Linked DNA regions of Callithrix jacchus: region 1 is linked to region 2. Evidence: chromatin contacts called from public Hi-C data. All regions are on one chromosome and are shown on one strand. The core of a region is the stretch at or near the end of the contact, and the rest is flanking DNA. Distances in the headings are between cores, read along the strand shown. Region 1 holds the start of HCCS (holocytochrome c synthase). Region 2 overlaps CLCN4 (chloride voltage-gated channel 4).

Evidence for each region. A called contact is a pair of places that touch in the nucleus more often than the background predicts.
Region 1: a contact with region 2 is called in a Hi-C map of skeletal muscle, with 6 times the contacts expected there. The contact joins the promoter of HCCS here to the enhancer-like site in region 2. A contact is called at or near these places in 2 of 3 Hi-C or Micro-C datasets (both in skeletal muscle).

What each region holds. Positions count from the first base shown.
Region 1 is chrX:11,290,237-11,296,989 of calJac240_pri, forward strand. It overlaps HCCS (holocytochrome c synthase), which reads left to right and starts at 4,066. Exons shown (of 7, transcript XM_008988939.5): 1 at 4,066-4,125; 2 at 4,780-4,921. The coding sequence starts at 4,822.
Region 2 is chrX:10,380,730-10,388,220 of calJac240_pri, forward strand. The region is part of intron 1 of CLCN4 (chloride voltage-gated channel 4); the gene reads left to right. Among named protein-coding and RNA genes, the nearest start is that of CLCN4, 20 kb to the left of the region's middle. Within about 2 kb of position 6,197, at least 1 of the 16 cell types and tissues checked has an H3K27ac peak or open chromatin away from gene starts, as enhancers often do. A contact at or near this core is called in skeletal muscle, where this site is marked.

The DNA of each region.
Region 1 (6,753 bases), core at 2,816-5,315, 910 kb after region 2:
AATCCCTTTAAGGAAAAGCAGTGTCCATTTTGAAAAGTAAGAGGCAGCCCTAGCCTCTGATGTAGATGTGGTCCTTCTGAGTATATAGGTGATGAATTCTGGCAGACTCCATGGAACTCCATGGAACACAGACATATAAGTGGGGAGTTTCCTGTCTGTATCTTAGGAACTTACCTTTATTCATTTAGACCTTAGCAAAGATCACAGTCTATGAAGTTCATGGGCAGTGCTGTCATAGAACCAAGTAAAAATCTCCAGGTATAACTGGAGAGTGGTGAAGAGCAAAGTTGAGAAAAATAAGCTATCTCTATTGTCAAATCAAATGACTCTTATTTTTAAAAACCCTTCCATGGCTTCACATTTCAATGAAAAGAAAATGTAATTTCCTTATGGCCTATGGCATGATCCAGCCCCAACAACACCTGTAACCATTCTGTCCCTAACTCATTCTGTGTGGGCCACACTGGTCTTCCCCCATTCCTTCTGATCTTGGAACATTTTACCATGGAATTCTCATTGTCTGGACCACTCTTTGCATTCATCTTTACATATATCCTTCTCAACATTCAGGTCTCAGCTAAAATGTCCCCCTTTTCAGAGAGGTCTTTACTGACAACCACATCTAAGAAGGTATCCTGAGCTCTCAGTCTGTATCGTGCACACTTATCATCTGGGGATCATGTTACAAGACAGATTTTGACTCGATGACTCTGTGAAGGGACTTGAAATTCTGCATTTCTAACAAGCTCCCAAGGAATACAGACTTTCTGCTTCACAGATCATCTACCCAAGGGGTGGGTAGACCTCCATCCCTCAATCTCTGTCACACTACCTGTGTCATTTAATTGGCTTTTCTCAGGATCTGAAACTATTTACCTGTTTGTGTTGGATTGTTTGTTATCTGAACTATTCATTTACTAGAATGTAAATTCCCTGAGAGCAAGGAGTCTGTCTAGCACTTTTAAATTCTCAGCACTTCCCACAGTACCTGACACAACACAGATGCTCCATAAATACTGTTGAATGAGTGATGTTGTTCAAGATTCATTGACTCTGTGATCCCTTCAGTGCCTGCTTCTGATTGCTTCAGTGGGCACTCAATTATACAACAGAAACTACACTGTAATGATAGGGCAGTGCTACTCAAGGGCTAGTCCAGGTACTGATAAGAATCTTGTGCTATAATATAAATCTGCTATGTTACTAAGCACAATTTTATCTGAGATGAGACATTTTTCATAGTAAGACTTTCTTGACTTGATAAAGCAAGGAATGTTTTGCTTTATCTTGTGGTGAAAGCCCCTCATCTCATATTAGAATGGTAGCCGTGTGTGAACTGGTCCCTACTGGCAGGACACATTTTGAGTTGTGCTGACATAGGGGATAAAAAGCTAAATAAGATCTATTCTCTAACTTCAGAAAATCATACATAGGCAAGAGAATTACACATTTAAATATATAATTCTGTTTTTATGTGAAAGAATTTAGGAATTGTGGAAACAACAAAGAATTGGTCTTTTGTGCTCCCCCTTAGTCACAACTTTCCTGACACTTGTTCTCCTTATAGCTACAAACCCTCCCACTGTACTCTTTCCTCTTGATCGCATACCATTTTTCTGGGCCATGCTCTTCCACTTGGGCCCTGCTTTCCTTCTTGCCCACTCCCATACCTCCATGCAAAGTGAGCTGTGCTCTTCCCTGACCTACCTTCTGCATGCCCAGGCTGCACCCTCTTCCACTGCTCTGGCTATGGGCCTGAAAAATCTCCCCTTCTTGCCCTGCTCTTAAGAAACACTGAAGTTACAGGACCAGGCTCGGGTCTTCTGAGAAATTGTGAAAGGGAACTGAGAATTATGGTAGAGAATAGAAAATGGTAGGATAAATAGGGAATTGTGGGAGAGAAGGGAGAATTATGGGAGAAGGGAGAAAATAAAGTATCATGAGAGAACAGAGAATTGTGAGACAATGTGGAATTAGGAGACAGACTAGGGAGCTGCAAAAGAACAGAATTGTGGGAGAAACATGGAATTGTGGGAGAGTACAGGACAAAGAACTGTGGGAGAGACAGGATTGTGGGAGAAAACAAAAAATTGTGGAAGAGACACAAAATTTTGGGAGAAAAGGAATATTTGTGGGATAGAAAATTGTGACAGAGAACATTGTGCGAAAACAGAATTATGAGAATGGGAGTTAGTAGAAGGACTGAGGAATTGTGAACAATAATGGAGTATTTTGAGAGAATGGAGAATTGTAAAAGTGGAGAATTCTGTGAAAGAACAAAGAATTGTGGAAGAGACGGGGAATTATAGGAAAGAGAGGAAATTGTAGCATAGAATGCAAGATTATGTTTAAGATAAGGAATTATGGAAGAACAGAGAACAAGGAGAGAGATGGGGAAGTAGAGGAGAGAATAGAGAATTCTGGGAGATACAGGGAATCGTGGGAGAGAATAAAGTGTTGTGGGAGAGAAGGACTAATGAGAATGAAGGGAGAATTGTGGAAGAAAGGAACTAATGAAAAAGAATATTGTGAGAGAACAGAATTATGAGAGAGAATGGGGAATTATGGGAGAGACTGGGGAATAACAACAGAGTACTGTGAATGAACAGAACACTGTGGAAATGAATAATTTTGAGAGAAAAGAACTGTGAGAGACAGAATCATAGGGAATGATGGAAAAGACAAAGAACTGTGGGAGAAACAGAACTGTGGGAAATACAATTTTGAGATATATAAGAATTTGTAGGAAAGAATAAAGAATTGTTGGGAAACCCAGCAAATTGTGGGGAAAACAAGAGAATTATGGGCAAGACAGGGAATTGTGGAACAGAAATGTGAATTGTGGGAGACACAGGGAATTGTGGGAGAAACAAGATAATTGTGAGCAAGACAAGGAATTGTGGGACAGAAAAATGAATTCTGGGAAGGAATAGAATTTTGGGAGTGACTTGGGATGGTTAGAGAATTAGGAATTGTGGGAGACAGATGATTGGGCAAAGAACTGAGAATTGTGGAAAAGAGAATTGTGGGTAACAAAACAGAATTATCAGAGTGAAAGGGAATTGTGGGAGGGATAAAATAATTGTGAGTAAAGAAAGAAGTTAAGCTGTGATGTAGTCAATGTAGTTGAAAAGGAAACCTCAGGCTATACTATAGACAGCTCCAATGCTGGGATGGCCATTCTGAGTTGTCTCTCTTGGGGCTAGGGGCCTAGGCTTATGTGCCTTTACAGAGACCTTCATAGGATGCAGACTGTTCCCAAGGAGGAAATGTGATTTTGTGTGCGGCGATTCTCTTAGGCAGAGAACAATTCCTGGAGACTCAGCTGAAAGCTGTGAGCCCCAACACTTCCTGCACCAGGGGACATCTGGACGCATTTCACAGATCCACTAGTTATACAGAAAGATATATGTTTCTTTACTAACACTTTAAGTAACACGATCAAATTACTTTAATTTGAAAGTAGTGGATGGATGATATTTTGAGATAGACACAACCACCATATGTGACATAATTTATCTCTGATGTCTATTAGTGCCATATGTAGCTAATAGTACTAGGATTTATTGCCTCCATTCCTGATAGAAGAAAATGCTAAATTTCTGTTGGAGGTAAATGAAAATACAGACATTCAAAATCACATACCCAGTGAAGAAGACCTTGGCAGCCCGAACACTGTCTTGTTCACTTTTGGATCTCCACCAGCCACAGTTATGGGCACCTGCTAATGTTTCTTGAATCACTGCTATAATTAAAACTGATGGGATACCATTTAAAGAAACGGAAATTTTAAAACTCCTCCAAAGCACTCCCTCTGCCGCATAAAGCATACATAGCAGAGCTCTTCACTCTAGGGAAGCCTCTGGACCAGACAACCTACCGTGCCAGCGCGGGCATTTTGAAAAAGCCTCCTTGCCTTAAGGGGCGGGCCCAGAGCGCGGCCCCCTCTGCGGTTACAGGCGGAGGCGCGGAGAGGACGGAACCCGCTCTCCGTGATTGACGGAAAACATTACTCTTCAGCCCGCCTCCCGCGTGCCCGGAAGTCCCGCCTTCTAAAAAGGAAGTAGCGGCACGTGAGAACGCCGGGGGTGACCGCGGCTACAGCGGTGACCGAGCGAGAGGAAGGTGGTGGCGGCGGCGACGGCGGTGGTGGCGAAAGTCGTTGCTGCTCTGGGTTCGGGTTGGCGATTGAAGGCGGTACCGGCCGCCCGGAGCAGCCCGGGGGGAGGGCTCAGGTGCAGAAGGGCGGGCTGACCGCGGCCGGTTTGGTCTGGGGACCGCGGGCTGGAGCCGGTGGGCACGCGCTGGGACGGTGTGGGGAAGACACTTGGCAGCACCTTGACCTCCGCTGTCCCTTCCTTTCCTCTGATTTCTCTTCATGCGCCGCACCCTTCCCGGACACCCAGTCCCTCGCTAAGGCGCTGGGGACTGGGGTCAAGTCTGGGCTCAACGGGCCTCCCCTCCTCCACCCGGGTCACGACTCCTAGGAAACCCCCGCCTCAGGACTATACCTCCTGGTAGTGTCGTGGTTTCTCAGCGACTGCCTCACCTCAGTCCCCAAAATCTCACTGCCTTAGAAACGTCCCCCCAGAGGTTGGTGTAGGTTTCACAGTATTTCCCTAAGGGAGCAATATATTAAAGTTGTCCTTCAAAGTTGGTACCCTGCCTGGTAGATGCCCATGGGATGACAAAGAGGAGGAACAAGGGTTGACCAGATTAGGAATAATGAAAGAATAGTTTTGAGTCCAGAGACATTAATATGTCTCTTTGTTTTGGCAGGTGGAAATACAGAATTGCTTGGTGTCAGCACTGTTTCCAGCCATGGGTTTGTCTCCATCTACTCCTGCTGTTGCAGTTCAGGCCTCAAATGCCTCAGCATCCCCACCTTCAGGATGCCCAATGCATGAAGGGAAAATGAAAGGTAATTGACCCTTTGTCTATGAAAATAAAAGATAATTCACTGCCAGGTGCCGGGGTCAGGCTTGTGACAGCACTTTGCGAGGCCAAGGTGGGTGGATTGCTTGAGCTCGGGGGTTCAACACCAGCCCAGGCAACATGGCAAAAACCTGCCTCTACAAAAAAAAAAAAAAAAAACATTACGCAGACGTGGTGGTGGGCACCCATAGTACCAGCGCAGGATCGCCTGGGAGGCCGTGGTTGCAGTGAGCCGAGATCGTACCACTGCACTCCGGGCAGGGTGGCAGTGAGACTGGGTCTTAAAAAGTTCCTGAAAGGCTCTAAAAGAAGAGGCAGTGTATTATGCTGCTGAGGCTGGTAGGCATGGGAGTCAGGCACCGTAGGTCTGGTCCTTATTTTGCCTCTTATTGAGATTTGTGACTCTGAACAAGTTAGCTCTGTAAGTCTCAGTCCATCATCTGTAAAATGAGGATATAATAGTATTTCACAGGCCTGTCACGAACAGATTGAGATAGTACATGAGAACATAGTGAGTACTCTAAACCAGCCCCAACTTCCCAAAATTTACTTGTGCCTACATCAGTGGTTTTCAGCTGGATGGGGGCAATCCCCACTTCCCACAGGGAACATTTGCCAGTATCTGGAGGCATTTTTGGTTGTCACAACTGAGAGGAAAGTGAATAGAGGCAAGGAGTGCTCCTAAACATCCTACGATGTACAGAACAGCCCCCCAACAAAGAATCAGCTGGCCCCAAATATCAAGAGGGCCAAGGTTGAGAAACCTTTGTCTAGATCTGCCTGTCTTAATAAATAACCTTTGCTCCCATAGCCATTTCAGTATTCTTCCATGTAAAAGAAAGCCATCACCTAATGGACTTGCTTTCCATTTTTTAGATAAGAAAATGAAAATGGAAAAGCTGTCTTTCATTTTTAATTGATGCATGTCTACTTTAGATTGTTCGTATTTAAGTATGGCTTGAATCAGTAAGTTGTGAGGGGCAGAAGCAGCATGGTGTGCTTACTGAGTACTAATGCATGTGCTGTTGTTCATTTCTTCAGTCAGCCAGCCTATTCTGAGAGGTCACTGCCCATTCTGTACCAAGCACTGCTGGATTTGTTTGTTTCTGCACAAGAGAATAGCATCGTACGAAATGCAGCTTTGCCTGGTGGAGCTTACATTCTCATTGTCATAGCTGTGTGGTTGATTTGCTCCCTTTTTTTATAGTCAGAAACCTAAGGGTTGGAGTAACTGATGCTCCAAGTCACATAGGTGGTAAGTGGCAAAGCCAGCAAAAGTTCTGTGACCTTGGACAAGGACAGACGGTGTTCTTCTGGGGTTTCTTTGTATAGGAAGAATTGAAACAGATCAGCTGAAGCAGGTATGCTCTTGTTCTGAGTGTCCTCAGGGAGATCCTAAAGCCATTTCTCTGGTTTTATGTCATTTGCTGTGTATCTTGGAGAGCTGTCAGACTTATTACATTAGTAAAGAATGTGGATATCTATAGGAGATCAAAGGGGCTACTGGTTATATGATTTGAAAAATGGAAACCTTATTTTCTTTCTAACACCCAACTGGGATCCATGACTTGGAAAGGATTGGTGCTTTCAGTGGTAGAGAGGGAAGGCATAGCAAGTCTTCCTTCACCGCTAAAGTGGGCAGCAGCACAGGTTACCAGGAAATGAGGGCTTAGGAGGAGAAGTGCAGGGAAGGTAGTGAAAGCAAACTCATCTTTTTCGCGTGTATTGCTGTAGTTACTGCTGTTGCCTGAGGCCAGGAATCTATTACATGAGCAGCTGTCTTCTGGGTTGCAGCCCTCCAAGTGCTGGCTTATTCTC
Region 2 (7,491 bases), core at 4,947-7,446:
GCTGTCCTCTGCACTTAGGACGTTGGGCAGCATCTCTGGCCTCTACCCACTTTATGCCATAGCAATCCCTCTCCCCAGTGGTGACAACCAAGAATGTCTCCAGGCATTGTCAAGTGTCCCCTGGGGCAGATGGTCTCCAGGGGACATTTTGGTGTCTGCCTCTGGCCTCATTCCCTCCTGCCATAGACCCTTGGTAGGGCTGGTGGCTCCAAGTTAGCCCCTCCTCTGGAAAGAGAGACTTCCTTTTTCCTCCTCGTCCATTTGTGTGGCCCCGCATGGGTCCCATGCTCACCCCCATAGCCATTCACTGTGCCTGGTGGTTGGAGCACTGTCATTGGCCAGATTGGGTTGTGTGACCACTCCCCCCCAGGCCAGGGGCCAGCTTTGTTAGCAATTGAAGGGGACTGAGAGAGTTCTGGGGAAGGCACAAATGGCTACTTTGGACCACTCTAGCACCCTTTACGGAGCCAAGCCCTCTGCTGAGCTTTCACTCAATAACAGGCTCATTTAGCAAATTTTATCTGTTGTGTGGCAATGAAGAGTGGGTCCTGTTCCAGGGCGGGCATTTTATAAACAGTCCTTGGGACCATCCTAGTAGGGTGGTCTTGTTAGTCCATTTTTACAGGCAAACAGACTACAGCCCAGGAGGGCTGGTGACACCCATGGCCATCTGTGGAGCCCAGTTGCCCCCTAATGCCCCCCCGCCCTTTGCTCCACTGTCAACCCTACCTTTCTGTCACTTCTTTGAGTTTTTTTCCCTTCCAGGCTGCCCTACACTGCCATATAGCTGAACAAATTGTAAAAGGAACACCCATGTCATCATGCCTCTGCTAAGGTCAGGAAAGACTGTTGCTGCTGTCATCTTTGTCCCCTCCCCAGTCCCCTCACCTCCCTGCCCCTCAAAATACTCTCCTGACTTGTATTGTGTTTACATCTCTACTTTTCTTTGTAGATTTACCAATGAATTCTGAATTCCTGAGGTTTGTTGTTTATATCTACCCGTTTTTCAACATGACATAAATGGAATCACACAGAGTGTATTCCGATGCATCCGGATTCTTTTGCTCTGTATTCTTTGTTCATTGCAAGCATACTTTGGGAAGAGCTTGAGTCAAAGGGTGGGTAGATGAGAAGGAACTGAAGGTGACAGAGGAACTGCCATGGGTCAGAGAGGGAATTACCGTCATTACTTGGGCAGAGCTGGAGCCATGGGCTATGCAATTAGGAGGTTGCGGTGACCTGGGTAGGAGCTCCAGCTAAGGGCCTGAAGGCCTCGGGGAGGATGGCAGGTGAGGCCTGGTAGGCTGGTGAGGGTTGTTCTGCCTTCTCTTTCCAATGAGGTAGGAGTTACAGGTTGGATGAAATGGAAAAAGGGGTGCGTTCCTCATATAGGCTTGTTGGACCAGCAGGAGCTGAACCAGCGGTTGTCTTGGGCTGCAGTGAAACCCCCTCTTAGACTAGGGCCCCCCGGCATCAAGTAGTTGGCAGCCAGCAGCCACTGCGTTCAGTATCTCTCATAATCTGTAAGGTTGGAAGAATAGAAACCCCATAAAGCCTGCTTGTGATGAGTCACTGGGGCTCCTGGGAAATCTGTAAGCAAGGAAGCTTTTGAGGTGTTTATTTTTAGATGCCATCTGACCATGGCCTGTCTCTGAATTTGATGTTCTTGGGCCCTCTCCTCTGGCTGTGTGTGCTAGAATTTCTCTTGTGTCCTATGCTTCTCATGGTGTAATGTGAACACTACAGGTAACTGTGATGATATTTAACACTTTGTTAGCGCTATGATATGATCATATTTTTATTCATGAGCCAAGGCACCTGGAATCTTGAAGCATTCGGATCACTAATTACTTGGAGAAAGTTTTTTGATTGTAGGATCTTACAGGAAACAGTCTCTCTCTCTCTCTCTCTCTCTCTCTCTCTCTCTCTCTCTCTCTCTCTCTCTCTCTGTGTGTGTGTGTGTGTGTGTGTGTATAATGGGAACTAATTTTTATTTTCCCAAAGCTTCAAGGTTGAAATGTTGCTAGTGACATCCTTCAGTTGCGTTGTTGCGTTTCTGGAAACTCATTCCTTCCCTTAAATAATCCTAAGGGGAATGACTGTGGCCACTTGTCTTTGTATTATGCCTTTCCCCATGGATCAAAATGATTTTGTTGGGGGATAAGGGCCACAAATGTGCTGGTAGCTCTGGTGTCTCAGATAGTGGCCTGGCAGGTAGCAGATGCCCAGTAAACACCCATGGTGTAAAACAGGGACCTGCAACACACAGCCTGTTCCTGTTTTTGTAAATAAAGTGTTATCGGCAGGCAGCACATCCCTTTGTTTACGTATTGTCTGTGGCTGCTCTGCTCTACAATGGCATGGTCCAGTAATCGCATCACAGGCTATACGTCCTGCAAAGCTGAAAAGATTTCCCATCTGGCCCTTTCTGGGAAAGATTTGCAACCCCCTGACTATCAGTTAAGTTACTATGAGGAAACAGGAAGGAGAAAGGGGCAGGAACAGCTTGTGGGAGAGGCCCATGGGAGCCGGAGGTGGTGTTAGTAGCAGTTTCTACCCTGCCCATGCTAGCAGGGGACACTGCCAGTACTCATCTCTGGGGTGGCCTTCCTTGCTTGTTGGAGACTTTTAATCTTTTAATCTGAGTTATGACTTTCTGTTCCATCTGTCCAAGTCTTCTGGGGATTAGCTAATAGAGCAAGTTGGCAAATAATCCGACATGGTCTGATTTGGAAAGGGAATACTGGCATAAACATCGGCAGGTTCTGTGGCACCTGGCCATTGCTGGGCAGAGGACGGAGGGAACAGATGGAAGGGCTTCAACCACACCGTTTTATGGGCGATGTAAATACTGATGGCAGCACGAAGTGTAATGGCTCCAAATGGGAAAGCACCCAAGTGTCACCCGCAGTAGAATGGATAACTACATTGGGGCTGATTCCTCAGTCAAATACTGTGGAACAGGAGTCGGCCAAGTTCATGATCCTATGGGCCAGCTCCAGCTCACTGCCTGCTTTTGTATGGCTTATGAGCTAAGAATGGTTTTTGCATTTTTATATGGTTGAGAAAAAGCCAAAACAATAATATTTTGCAACACATGAAGATTATATGGAATTCATATTTCAGTGTCTGTGAATAAAGTTTTATTGAAAGACAGCACCAGGCATTGATGTGTGTGTGGTCTCTGGCTGCTTTCCAATGACAACAGTGGAGTTGAGTAGTCCTGACAGAGACCACATGGCCCAGAAAGCTTCAAATATTTACTCTCTGGCCCTTAACAGAAAAGGTTTGGTGGTCCCTGTTACAGGACAAAGAGAATGAATAAATAGTTACAGTGAACAACATGGGTAGATCTTACAACGTAATGTAGAATGGAAGAAGATGGAAACAACATTTCATTTCTTTAAAGTTCAGAAGCAGGCAGCAGTAATCTATAGTGTGAGGTTGGGATAGTGGTTACCCTTAGTGGTAGGTCAGGGACTAGGGGAGCCATGGGCTGGCTAAGGGCTGGTCACATTTCGTTCCTTGATCCGAGTGCTGCATACATGGGTGAGTTCCCTTTGTGAAAATGTGGAGCTGTTCATTTGTGATTTTTGCATTTTATGAATAGATGTTTACTTCAATAAAAAGCGTACTCAAGAAAAGAGTTCTCATCTGACCCAGCAATCCGTCCCTGGGCATATACTCAAGAGAAATGAAAACATATGTCCATGCAAAGACTTGTACACAGATGTTCCTAACAGCCTTATTCATAATAGCCCAAAAGTAGAGACAACCCAAACGGCCTTCAGCTGATGAGCGGATAAATGAAATGTGATACAGCCATAGAATGGAATCTTATTCAGCAATAAATAAAAAGGGGTGAAGCACCGATATGCACTACAGCCTGGATGAACCTTGAAAGAATTATGCTAGGTGGAAGAAGCCAGAGGCAAAAGGCCACATACTGCATGATTCCACTTACATGGAATGTCCAGAATAGGCAAACCCATAGGATGAAAAGTATATTAGCGGCTGCCTAGGCTGGGAGAAGGATGCAACTGCTAATGGGTAGGGGGTTGCTTTTCGGGGGACGAAAATGTTCTGGAATTGGATAGTGGTGATAATTGGACAGCCTTGTGAATTTGCTAAAAAGCACTGAATTGTACACTTTACAAAAGTACATTTTATGGTATGTGAATTACCTCTTTAAAAATGTTGTAAGAGATCGCTGCTACAGACCTGTGTGTATCTGTACATGTCAGAAGGAAAAGGTCTTAAGGTGAGACCTTTCTTCTGCTGCTCCTCCAAGTGCAGATATCTTGAAAGTTACAGACAGGGAGAGGGCCTGACTTCCCCCAGGTAATCCAGACCCTTCCCCTAGATCCAAGCCAGCTGAGTAGCACAGAGCAGTTTCTAAAATGTAGCTAACATGGGCATGTTAATTTTGCTACTTTTGTTTACTAAAACTGGAGTTCTAGGAAAAACAGGGTAAACTGAAAGATCCTAGATAACTCGCTTCCTGGACTTTTCCTGTGATTATGCCTGACTTCACCCCCATTTTCCTGATGTCTGTTTTCCTTTGGTCTGATTGGAGAAAAACAGGAATCTATGTAGTAGCCACTGGAGCCCATTCCCTTAGCTGAGCATGGACTGTTGGCTCCTTGTTGGTTCCTCCAAGACTTCATTGTTTCCAAGCCAAAGAAATGGAGCAGTAAAACAAACAACAACAACCGAATCAAACCAACCAACCAAACAAAACACATTCAAAAAGACTTCACTGCTTACCTGTAGGTTGCTTTCTATCTATAGTTCTTGATCTCTTCTCAATCAAACTTCTTGGTCCCCACTTCTAGGTGTTAAGGGCCATAATGGTCACAAATATTGTGATAACTTGAGAGGATCCCATTTGAGGATGTGAGATGACCACCCAGAGCATCTCAAAGTTTTCATTTCACTGACACCGAAGAGTGTATTTCTTAGGATTTTTCTGTGAAGATAGTGCTGAACTTGCTGTAAAGTCCCAGGCCTAAACATTATCTGTAGCAGAGACAAATTGTTTTAATTAGTGACAAAAGGTTTGCCTGTCCCTGCAAGGGTGAAAGGGGCTGGTGCTGTTTCATTCCCTGTGCCATGTACTGGGGTGAAGGGGCACGAGAGGGAGCATCCCACGGTCCTGGCTTTCGAGAGCGGGGGCTGTGAGGGTCAGCTGTGGTCACACAGCCAGACTGGAGAGTCATACATGTCTCTTGGTTAGTGGTCTTACCACTTTGAACAGAGGTATTTTATTTCAGGTTTGAAAGAAAGCAGTCTCTAAACAGTCTCCTCAAAGTAAATGCTTTGAGGCGTTTTTAGGAAAAGATATTTTGACTGTCACATATAGATTCATGTTTTAATGGCCTCACTGATTCTTGGTAAGTGGAAGCCCACAGAAGGTCTCACAGAAGCTCAGTTGGACCAGCACAATCTCCCTGAGCAGAACAAGTCCATCGGGTCCCCTCTGTCAGCTACAGACAGCAGAGGAGTGAGCAGATCAACTTCAGCAATGAGGCGACATGCAGGGGGGTAAGAAAGGGGTGTTTTCGTGAAACATGATTTTTGTTTTAACAAAGATCGATGAAGCGCTAACCATATGCCAGGCACAAATTGCTTTTCAAATGTCAGCCCATTCCATCTTCTTCACAGTACCCTGAGGCAGGCACTGCTTCAACACCTACTTCATAGATGGGGGAGACTGAGGCACAGTAAGAAAGGTCCAGCAACTTGCTTAAGATCACACGGCTAGTAAGTGACAGAGCTGAGATCTGAACCCACACAGTGCTGTTCTGGAGTCTGTGTTTTAACTAGTATGTGCGTGATGCTGCCTCTCTTATGATAAACGTCAGAATATAGAAGGGCAAAGTACAATATTCAAGATCCAAATATGTCTTAGGGCCAATTTGTTTTAAGATACATCTACAGAGAAAACATACCAACAGGTTGTGGAAGTTATCTAGGGCATGAGGATGGATAATCCTCATTTTTTTCTCAATGCTTTTCTCTATTTGTCAAGGTTTTGTAAGTTGGGTGGGTGGTTGTATGTTTTTTAAAAAAGTAGCCACAATAATACTTCTGATTTCTGGATGCTCTTCTAGAACTTTGCCATTTCCCCATCAAGAGGTGGAGTCTACTTCCTCTCCCCTTGAACCTGGGTGGAACTTTGTGACTGCCTTAACAAAGAGCAAGTGGCAAAAGAGACTGACTTCTGAGGCTGGGCCATGCAAGGTGGTACAGCTTCTGCCTTCTCTCTTTCTCTTAACGCACTTGCTTTGGGGCCCAGAGCCTCTGGGTAAGAAATACTGCCACCCAAAGTCACATGCTGAAGAGACCACATGGGGATCTTGGCTCATTGCAACCTGCACCTCCCTGGTTCAAGGGATTCTCCTGTTTCAGCCTCCTGAGTAGCTGAGACTACAGGTGCCAGCCACCACACGCAGCTAATTTTTGTATTTTTAGTGGAGACAGGATTTCACCATGTTGGCCAGACTGGTCTTGGACTCCTGACCTCAAGTGATTCACCCACCTTGGCCTCCCAAAAGTTCTGGGATTATAGGCGTGAGCCACTGTGCCTGGCCTCTACATGATCTTTTAACCCCAGCCTCACAATAGACACCACCACCTCCTTCTGGGTTCCCAGCGAAGACCTTTGAGGCTCTGCGGATCAGAGCCTGTTTATTTTCCTCGGGACCACTACAAGTTCCATCGATGTTTAAAGATAGGATTGTTCTCTACAGTGACTTTTTGTTTCAAGCGTTATTGCCTGAATTAGTTGTTTGACAAGAGGCGTGGTTAAATTTTAGGTAGTACGAACTCCCTTTTAATAGACCGTTCAGGTCCCTGCAGTTCTATCTGCTGACTGGGTTTTTCTGACAGGGGCTCCCTTGGAGGGTCAACAGTCTGTCGTCTCTTTTCCCATCAGAGATATTCTTTACCACATATATTAAGCGGTTATTTTCATCTTGTTTGTGTAGAAATGAGAATGAAATCTTTGCTTTCTTATTTGACTCTCTTCCTAATGTCATTGGTTGCTACTGACTTATGCAATATGATTCTTCCCTGGGCACTCATCAGCGGGTATTGTTTTCAACTTGGCGTGGCTCAAACCTCAAACTTTCAAAGTTTTAAAGCAGCCGTGTTGCACTTATGATCAATAAATCAAGCACTGTGACTGCTTTATTGCTTGTAAGGAGATTACCCTACTTTGCCCATAGTGACTCTTCAGTTGGATTAAAATGCGGTTTCATCAGGTCGTGCTTGAGTCCTCCAGATACATAAATACGTGAGAGAAGCCCGCACTCAAATGTTTTTATAACCACCCTTCAACTTTTAAAGCATCTATTCCAGCACTTTTGTGGTCCTTATCCTATAATTCAAATTTCCATGCTCTTTGCCCAAGTAATTTTTATTTAGTGCATAATCCAACCTCTTGTTTCTGTAAGAGTGTATTCTTTTTTCTGCTAACTAGTGGTGAGC